2 separate regions of the Zea mays genome follow, and region 2 is linked to region 1. Evidence: chromatin contacts called from public Hi-C data. All regions are on one chromosome and are shown on one strand. The core of a region is the stretch at or near the end of the contact, and the rest is flanking DNA. Distances in the headings are between cores, read along the strand shown.

The links. A called contact is a pair of places that touch in the nucleus more often than the background predicts.
Region 2: a Hi-C map of ear shows a contact between it and region 1, with 3 times the contacts expected there. The contact joins the promoter of LOC100276294 here to the promoter of LOC100275297 in region 1. A contact is called at or near these places in 5 of 25 Hi-C or Micro-C datasets (ear, leaf, leaf mesophyll and 2 more).

Annotation. Positions count from the first base shown.
Region 1 is chr8:17,971,252-17,975,217 of Zm-B73-REFERENCE-NAM-5.0, forward strand. LOC100275297 reads right to left here and starts at 2,220. Exons shown (of 5, transcript NM_001149412.3): 1 at 1,954-2,220; 2 at 1,777-1,825. The coding sequence starts at 2,118.
Region 2 is chr8:18,251,592-18,255,557 of Zm-B73-REFERENCE-NAM-5.0, forward strand. It overlaps LOC100276294 (Zinc finger CCCH domain-containing protein 1), which reads right to left and starts at 2,002. Exons shown (of 2, transcript NM_001150118.2): 1 at 1,326-2,002; 2 at 716-1,235. The coding sequence starts at 1,827. The coding sequence ends at 964.

The sequences.
Region 1 (3,966 bases), core at 970-3,469:
TTTAGCCAGCATGACAAAATAGGGACCAAATGGATTGCTCTTGGAGCTGCTCTAACAACACGAAGAGTCGGCAATATACTTAAAATGCAAGCAAATTTCCATGATAAGAATGGTTGGGTGCAACGGATGACTATGTTTTTTTTCTTTTTCTGCATCTCTAATGAATACTTTGAATACAGGAGACTGCAAATCAAAAATCCATACAACTAAATCCAAAACCCCAAAGTAGTTATTAACATGGTATGATGATGTATACCAATCTGAAAAACAGCAAGCCAACATCATGAAGGAAGAAAAGGAAAAGGGAAACAAGGGGGGGAAAAGGAGACGTAGGAGAGCAGAAGGGGCTGGCCCAGTCCACTAGCCACCCTCTATAACCCTCACCTGATTTGCCTATAGGGTTCCCGGACTCCCCCTCCCCGATTCATTCGTCGCCGCTCGTCCACTATCAGCATTGTCACTCGTTTCCCGTCTCTCCGATTTTCTCCTTGCATGCTGCTGCCTGCAACTTCTCTGCTCCTCCTCCCTTCTGCTTCTTGGGCCCTCGTTGAGCCGTGCACTCTCAGATCAGCTGAGCTTCTGTTCAGGTCAAGATCTATCGTGCCTCCATTGCCATGACAGAGGTGTGCTTGCCACCAGTGCCTCAATTGACATGGGCAGATGCTCGGTCTTGTTGGTTGGTAACGTTGGTTTCCCATCCTTCCTGGTCTCTTGTTGTTCTTAGTTAGGCAGCAGGGCCGTCATTTTGTTGTGTCTAGACACAGGCAACAACTTAAAACCCATGGTTCTCAGGCAAACACGAAGTGGAAGTGGCTGTCTCTCTGTGATCAGCCAGAGCATGATGGCCATCTAATGACAACAGTGCATTGCATATCACTTTGACTCAAACTTGGCATGTTTTTTTTGAACAAAAAATCTGCAAAGTTGCAGGACTGAATTCTAAGCTGTGCTCTGTGTGTCACAAGGCAAATGCCAACCAGGAATACTACGGGCCAGTTTGGTAAAGCTTCAGGTTCTCCTAAAATGGCTTCAGATTTAGCTACTCTGGTGTAGTAGCTGCTCCGGTGGAGCCAAAGAACAATGTAAAAAATACGGAGTATTTGACAAAACAGCTTCAAAGAGTATTTCTAAGGGCTAGTTTGGGAACCTCATTTTCCCAAGGGATTTCCATTTTCAAGGGGAAATTAGTTCATTTTTCCTTGGAAAAATAAAAATCACTTGAAAAAATAGAATTCCCACACTAACCCTAAGGCCTTGTTTGGGAACCCCATTTTTCCAAGGAATTTCCGTTTTCCCAAGGGAAATTAGTTCATTTACTCTTGGAAAAATATAAATCCCTTAGAAAAATAGGGTTTCCAAACTAGCCCTAAGATTAATGGGTAGAAGCTAAAAATTTTCGGCCTCCTTAGCGGCTTCATTCAGGGGAGAAGCCGTTTTTTTACCCTGTTTGGTAGGGTTTCTTGAGAAGCCGGAGCCGGAGCCGGAGCCCTTTCATAAGCCCTAGCAAGGGGACCCATAACTGTCATGTAAGTTAGGGTTTTAGCAATAACCAACACAGATCTAACGTTGAAAGACACAGAGAAAACAACTACACGCCGCAGTAGGCTTCTTGTACATCATATTATGTTATGTCGGCATGCTTTAGTAATATAGACCAAATTCGCGGATAGAGGCATTACATCGGTGACAAGCGGCCATGCCTAAATTAACTCCACCACTGATAAATAGTAAATAAATAATCAGGAAGAAGGACAGGGGATTGTTACAGGGACGCACCCATTCCAAGAGCGGACAACTCCACATCGCCGTGCTGCTGCATATACCTCTGCACGAGCCGAAGCAAGCAAGCAACCAACCAACCAAAGCAGTCAGGAACCGAAAACGTGGGGAAGGAACATCAACATCACGGAAGGAGGCGGCGGGTAGGGGGAAGGGGCAACCGTACGTCCGTACCTTGGCGAGGTTTACGTAGAAGAAGAGGGGCTTCTTGGTGTTGGACACCTGGATGCGGTTGCTGCTGATGCCGCCGCCCCTCCTCTGCCCTTCTCCGCCCGAAGCCGCCGCGTCTCCGGTGACGGTGAGGTTCTTCAAGCCCTCGGTGATCTCCTCCTCCACCATGGTCGGTAGTTATTCTAGCACACCGCGTCGCAACCGGATCGACGAGGTTGGTCGACGACACCCGAGGTTTCCGCTTCCGCTGGCGCGCCTCCCCTCCTCTCGTCTCCTCGGCGTTGCGGCGGGTGAGGGTCCAGACGGGTTGCTTATGCTAGCGAAACGAGGAACGCGGAGAGGCCCGGCCCGACGGCCTACGCGCGTGGGTGATGATACTGCGTGGGCTTGACGGACCCGGCGCTGGGACGGCTCAGCCCAACCTCGTAGCCGACGATTCAAGCAGCCGAAGCGGAAGCGTCTACAAAGAGGACAGCGGCCCTCTTGTCTGGCGATGGTAAGGCTCCGCTTCGACGCGGCCCATCTCTTCCCCGAATCGTTCGTTACTGGCTCCTCTCCTTCTGATTTTTAGGTGCGCACATAATTTCACAGCTTCTTCCTAAACTTAAACAAAAGTTATTATACCACAAAGCACCCCTCTAGAAAGTTTCCAGGGTGTTAAAAAAATGTTTCAGATAAGGGTTTGGTTGGCCCTCCATTTCATTAACTAATAGTTAGTTGACTAAAAATCAAGAGGTGTTTGAATGCATTAGAACTAATATTTAGTTGACTAAAAATTATTAGTGAAAATGTCTAGCTAACAAATAGCTACCTAACTATTAACTAATTTACCAAAAATAGCTTATAGTTGAATTATTAGCTAGGGTGTTTAGATGTCTCAACTTATTTTAGCCACTAACTATTATCTCTACTTCTCTAGTGCATTTAAACATCTCTATGTCGCTTCATTTCAACAATCCGGTTCGAGGCCAAAATTATCGAGTCAACAAATTTGGTTTAGGACCTCACAAAGATGGAGAGTATGGTTCCCAATATAAAACCATATTGTGCCAGATTTTTCAAGAAGTTTTGAAGGGGCAGTCTAGATATCGGTGATTGCCTCTCAACTAAACGTCAATGTTGTCTGCAACAAAAGGTTTTTCTTTAGTAGGGCGGCGACAAAGGAAAAGATGATATTGGTAAAGGGGAAAACAAGTGAGACTCTCGAGAAAAGCCTCACAAAGATGAGCGAAAATAGCATTGTGGAGAAGGGCGTTGGGTTCAAATGAATCAATTCAGTGTAGTACTCCAACAGACGCCTAAGAAGGGCGTTGGGTTTAAATGAATCAATTTGGAAGAGGGCGATGCTCTTGAGAAGCTAGGGCAGCACACTCAGGGTGAGGATGGCAGCAAAGTGAGCGAGTTAAGGCAAGGAAGTGTAACACTAAGGCTTTGTTTGGTTACTATAGTATTGATCCCAATACACATATGTTAAGGTGGATTGATGTGTAAATTAGTTTAAGTTATACCCCAATCCACCCTAAGACATGTGGATTGGGGTTAATACTAGAGTAGCCAAACTAGCTCTAACCCTTTGAGAAGTCACTGTCACACATAGAAGCCGAAGCGTTTATCATGTGGATTGAGGTTAATACTAGAGTACCTATCGGTACCCTGAAACAGGGGTACCCCTACTACTGTATAAAGACGCAGTGCCCACGCGGCTATCTCTTAGTCGTGTGGTAAACGTGTTGTGTGTGGGACCAGGCCACAGCTCGCCCCAGTCTCGGGCGACTACTCTGGGTCCACAGCAGCGCCCGGATCCACCACATGGGCGGATCCGGAGCCGCCACGTGTCCAGAGAAGGTGATGTACTCCAAGGCATCAACGATAAGTCCGGACCCCTGGATAAACAGTCTGGACCTCCAAGGATGGTCCAGGACCTCCACGTGTGCAAGGTGGACCCCTAGAATGGGATCCGGACCCCCCACAATAGGGTCCCGAGGTTCCAGGACAGAACATACTCGGGCCTAGAAC
Region 2 (3,966 bases), core at 752-3,251, 280 kb after region 1:
CATGTTTGGGCTGTATCCGAGCTTTACAATGGGCCTATAAAAAAAATGCATGAGTGACAAAACAGCATATGTAGAAAACCAATAAAATTTCATGTCATAATACCATTTGACTTCAACATCATCTCCTGGCTTCAAGTATGCAAAATACTGACTCATTTCCCCATCGCCTGTACAGAGTACAGTTAGCAAAAAGGAAAAAAAACAGAAATTATGCACTCAAACAGAAATCAACTCAGAAATTATTTTAATATTCCAGATTCCATTTCCATGACCAACTTAAATTTAAACTCTAATGATTCATTAGACAGTTACAAGGTTCTCAAATTTATAGAGCAACTTTTTAACATAACTTGATCAATAAATCAATAAGCCCACCCTAACTGGTTTCTGAAATAACAGTTGTGTAGATCCAAATCGAGGCAAGAAAAACTTACTTGTGGGAAGAAGCCGAAGTGCAGGGTGGCGGAGACGCTAGACATGTTGTAACAACTAACAAACACTACCCTCTGCCCCTTGTCCTTGGAATCCAATTCTACCGCCCTGCAAATGCACAGACCCACAACTCTCTGTTCCTCTCCCGGTCCTCCCCCCTCTGACTGGCACAACATCACACACACACGCAACAAGAAATGATGTGGGAGCCCAATGGGTCGTGTCGAAACCATGGAACCATTTGGCCCAAAGGCAACAGAGGACGACAGATAGCTCGGAGTGAAAGCAACAGCACAGCACTTCAAATTATTGAAAGTAGAAATGGTGGCAGGAATGCAGAGGTCTGATCAGACGGATTACAGGCAGGGATTCAGCAGGAAACAAAGAACAAGCACAATATGTTCAAATAAGTTCAAATCGAAACATCAGATTGTTCAGTTCATTATTCTGGATGTTGTCGATCACGGTGATCAAAGGCAGGAAGGTAGACATGGTAGCTTCGATCGAGCAGGTGATGCATGGTACGCGCTCTCAGTCCTGTTCCGGCCAGTCGCCGTAGATGTCGTTCATCTTCTTGCGACCAAGGAGCTCCAGACGGGTGGCCTTGCAACCGCCCTCTCCGGCCGCGTCGGCAGAAACGGATTGGAACGCCCTTGTGGTAGCCGGTGCATAGTTGCTGGTGCTGGTGCTGCTGCTGTTACGGTACGCGGCGGCCGTGGACCCCGGCGAGTACGCCTTTGCATACGACGACGAATTCCTCAGAGCATACTCCATAGACCTTGGCCCCCCAGGAAAGGGCATCTCTGCGCTAGAACACAGGGACGACGAACGAGGTAGATTAACATCCGGCCGCCATGCACACGTATAGGGAGGTGGAGCGCACAAGCTCGTACCTGTCGTGGAAGCGTGGACGAAGGCGCACCTATCCCCACGGTGGCAGGCCCCCGTGTCCCTGAACTCGAAGCACACCCTAACGCAGTACCCACCGTGGGGGCTGCTGGCAGCGGCACCTGGCGACGACGACGGCAGCGGCGACTTCCGTCGGACGAGCGAGGTCAGCAGGGGCAGCGGCAGCGGCGGCCGCAACTCCTCGGAGCCGTGCGCGAAGGTGCACCCACCCTCGTACGCGCACTTGCCCGCCTCGAACTTCTCGCACAGCCTCGTCTTGTAGTACACCTTCTCTGGCGGCTGCGGGTCCAGCCCCAAAACCCCCTCCCTCGCCCCCGGGTCCTGCTGCTCCCGCTCCCGCTCCATCTCACGCTTTCTCTGCTGGTACTGGTGCTCCTTTTGGCGGCCCTGCTGCGGCGCCGCCGACCCCACGGGCAGCACGATCACCCCGTCCGGCGCCTCCCAGCGGCCAGCACCAGCGGTGGCGGCGTTGCGCTCCCTTTCCATGTTCTCGGTCCGCTTGAGACCACCAAACCCTAGGCCTAGCGCTGGTACTGTGATCGGAGCAGCCGCCGGACGGATGGAGGCCGCAGATTTATGCCGAGACACGAGGAGGCGGCGGCCCGGGATGCCGTGCCGAGACGATGCAGGCAGTGATGATTTGGGGGCCGACGCTTCCCGTGCCAGTCGGGATCGGGTCACAAGGCCCGGATTATCCGCTGGCGGGCTCCAGATTGGACGCGATCGATCCGCCGGATCGAGCATTTGGGACTGTTTGGGGTTCGTTCCGGCTCGATTGCACGTGGTGCGAGGAATGCCGGAAACGGAAACGCCTCGTCAGTTTCCGTGCTTTCGTGCTCGACGTGTGGGAGGAGTGGGGAAGGTGGGGTGTGCTGCCGGTTTTTGCGTTGGGACGTCGGCGACGGCGAGCCGCTGGCCCTGGGCTTCTGCCGGCCCAGAGCTTAACCAAGCGGTAGATGGGCCCTGCGTGGTCGTTGGGCACTTGGGTACAGTAACTTGGTCTGCTTGCCCTACCTGGCTGTAGACTTGGGTAGGTTCGGATGGCTCATACTCAGATCCGTGTCTAGTATAAGGTCGGGTCGAATTGATCCGCGTCTATCTATTTGATGTGTTGGGTGAGATTTTTTTGGACTAGGTCGGAGTTTTTTTAGCTTTGGGCCGGATTTTGGGGTCAAAAAACATGGCCAGTATCCGGGCCGTGAATTATTGCGGATCAAAAATTATGGCACATATACGCTCGTTGTATTGGTTGGGTGTGTCGGGCCGGGTCTGGTTTGGTCGGATCGAGTGATCCATGATCAGGTCTACCTGGCTATACCCGCTGCACACTATGGGAGCAACAGTGGATATGAACTCAGCCCGATTCTAGCTTATGAGTCAGGTGCCCATTTAGGTCCATTTAGGGTGCATTTGGTTGCAATGTGAAAGCTCTCTTGTGGGTTTTGGTGTTTGGATGACAACCCAATTAAAGGACTAACAAGTGTGCTAAGTATTGAACAGGTGCTTAATGCAAATAATAGGGTTCAACACAAGTGAACAAGTGTGATGGTCCAAAGACTGGATTATCTATAGATAATGAACATACCAAGTAAGATGGACATTGCTTAAGCGAGACTCGGTGTGCGTAACTCAGAGACAACCGATCAAGCCAAGGATGGAGGCAAGAAGAGCTTCAAGGTACCGAGTGCACGGAAGAAGGTCAAGGAGACCAGGAACCCAAAGCCAGGGGTGAAGAAGAAGACTTGCAAAGTCAAGGTTGATCGAGTTAAAAAGAGTTATGGTGCATCAAGGATCACTACATAAGGACATGACTTACAACCTTTGAGGTAACATCTACAGTTATGTGGTGTAAGTCATAAGGCTCAAGATTAAGCTCGAGAAGTGAACAAGGGGGTTGGAGCTCAGATATGTCAATCTAGATCAAGTCAAGTTGATTTGATGGTTTAGAGTCCAACATCGACCTCAAACATGCCAAATTGGGTAAAACGATGAAAAAGGTTTAGTATGTAAGGTTTGAGTGTTTAACCATGTTGCATACACCTTTTACTACAAGTTTGGTGCTTTGGTTTGCTCTCTAACTCTTTCTGTAGAGAAAGTGCCATTCTGAGCTCTCCTTGAGGAGAAACAGAAAAGCTAGGAGAAGAACAAGAAAGAGGTAAGTTTCTAGGACCAAGTCAATTGGATTATACTCTAAATGTGTTTGTTTAAGTCTCAAGAAAAATCCTCCCAAAAGTTGAAGTCAAACAGAGAAATAACGGAGGTAAAAGCACTTAGTGTGCTGTTGGCTGGTGCAGAGGATAGTGAATAGTGAAAGGGAATTAGGCTTACACCTATTTCCTAATTGATTTTGGTGGTTGAATTGCCCAACACAAATAATTGTACTAACTAGTTTGCTCTAGTCTATAAGTTCTACAGGTGCCAAAGGTTCAAAAAGGCAATAAAAAGACCAAGAAAAGGGTTCAACAAAAAGAGCAAGGGATAACCGAAGTGTGCCCTGGTCTGGCGCACCGGACAGTGTCCGGTGCACCAGGGGACTTCAAGCCGAACTCCTCACCTTCGGGAATTTCCAGAGGCGCTCCGCTATAATTCACCAGACTGTCCGGTGCACCACCAGACAGTGTCCAG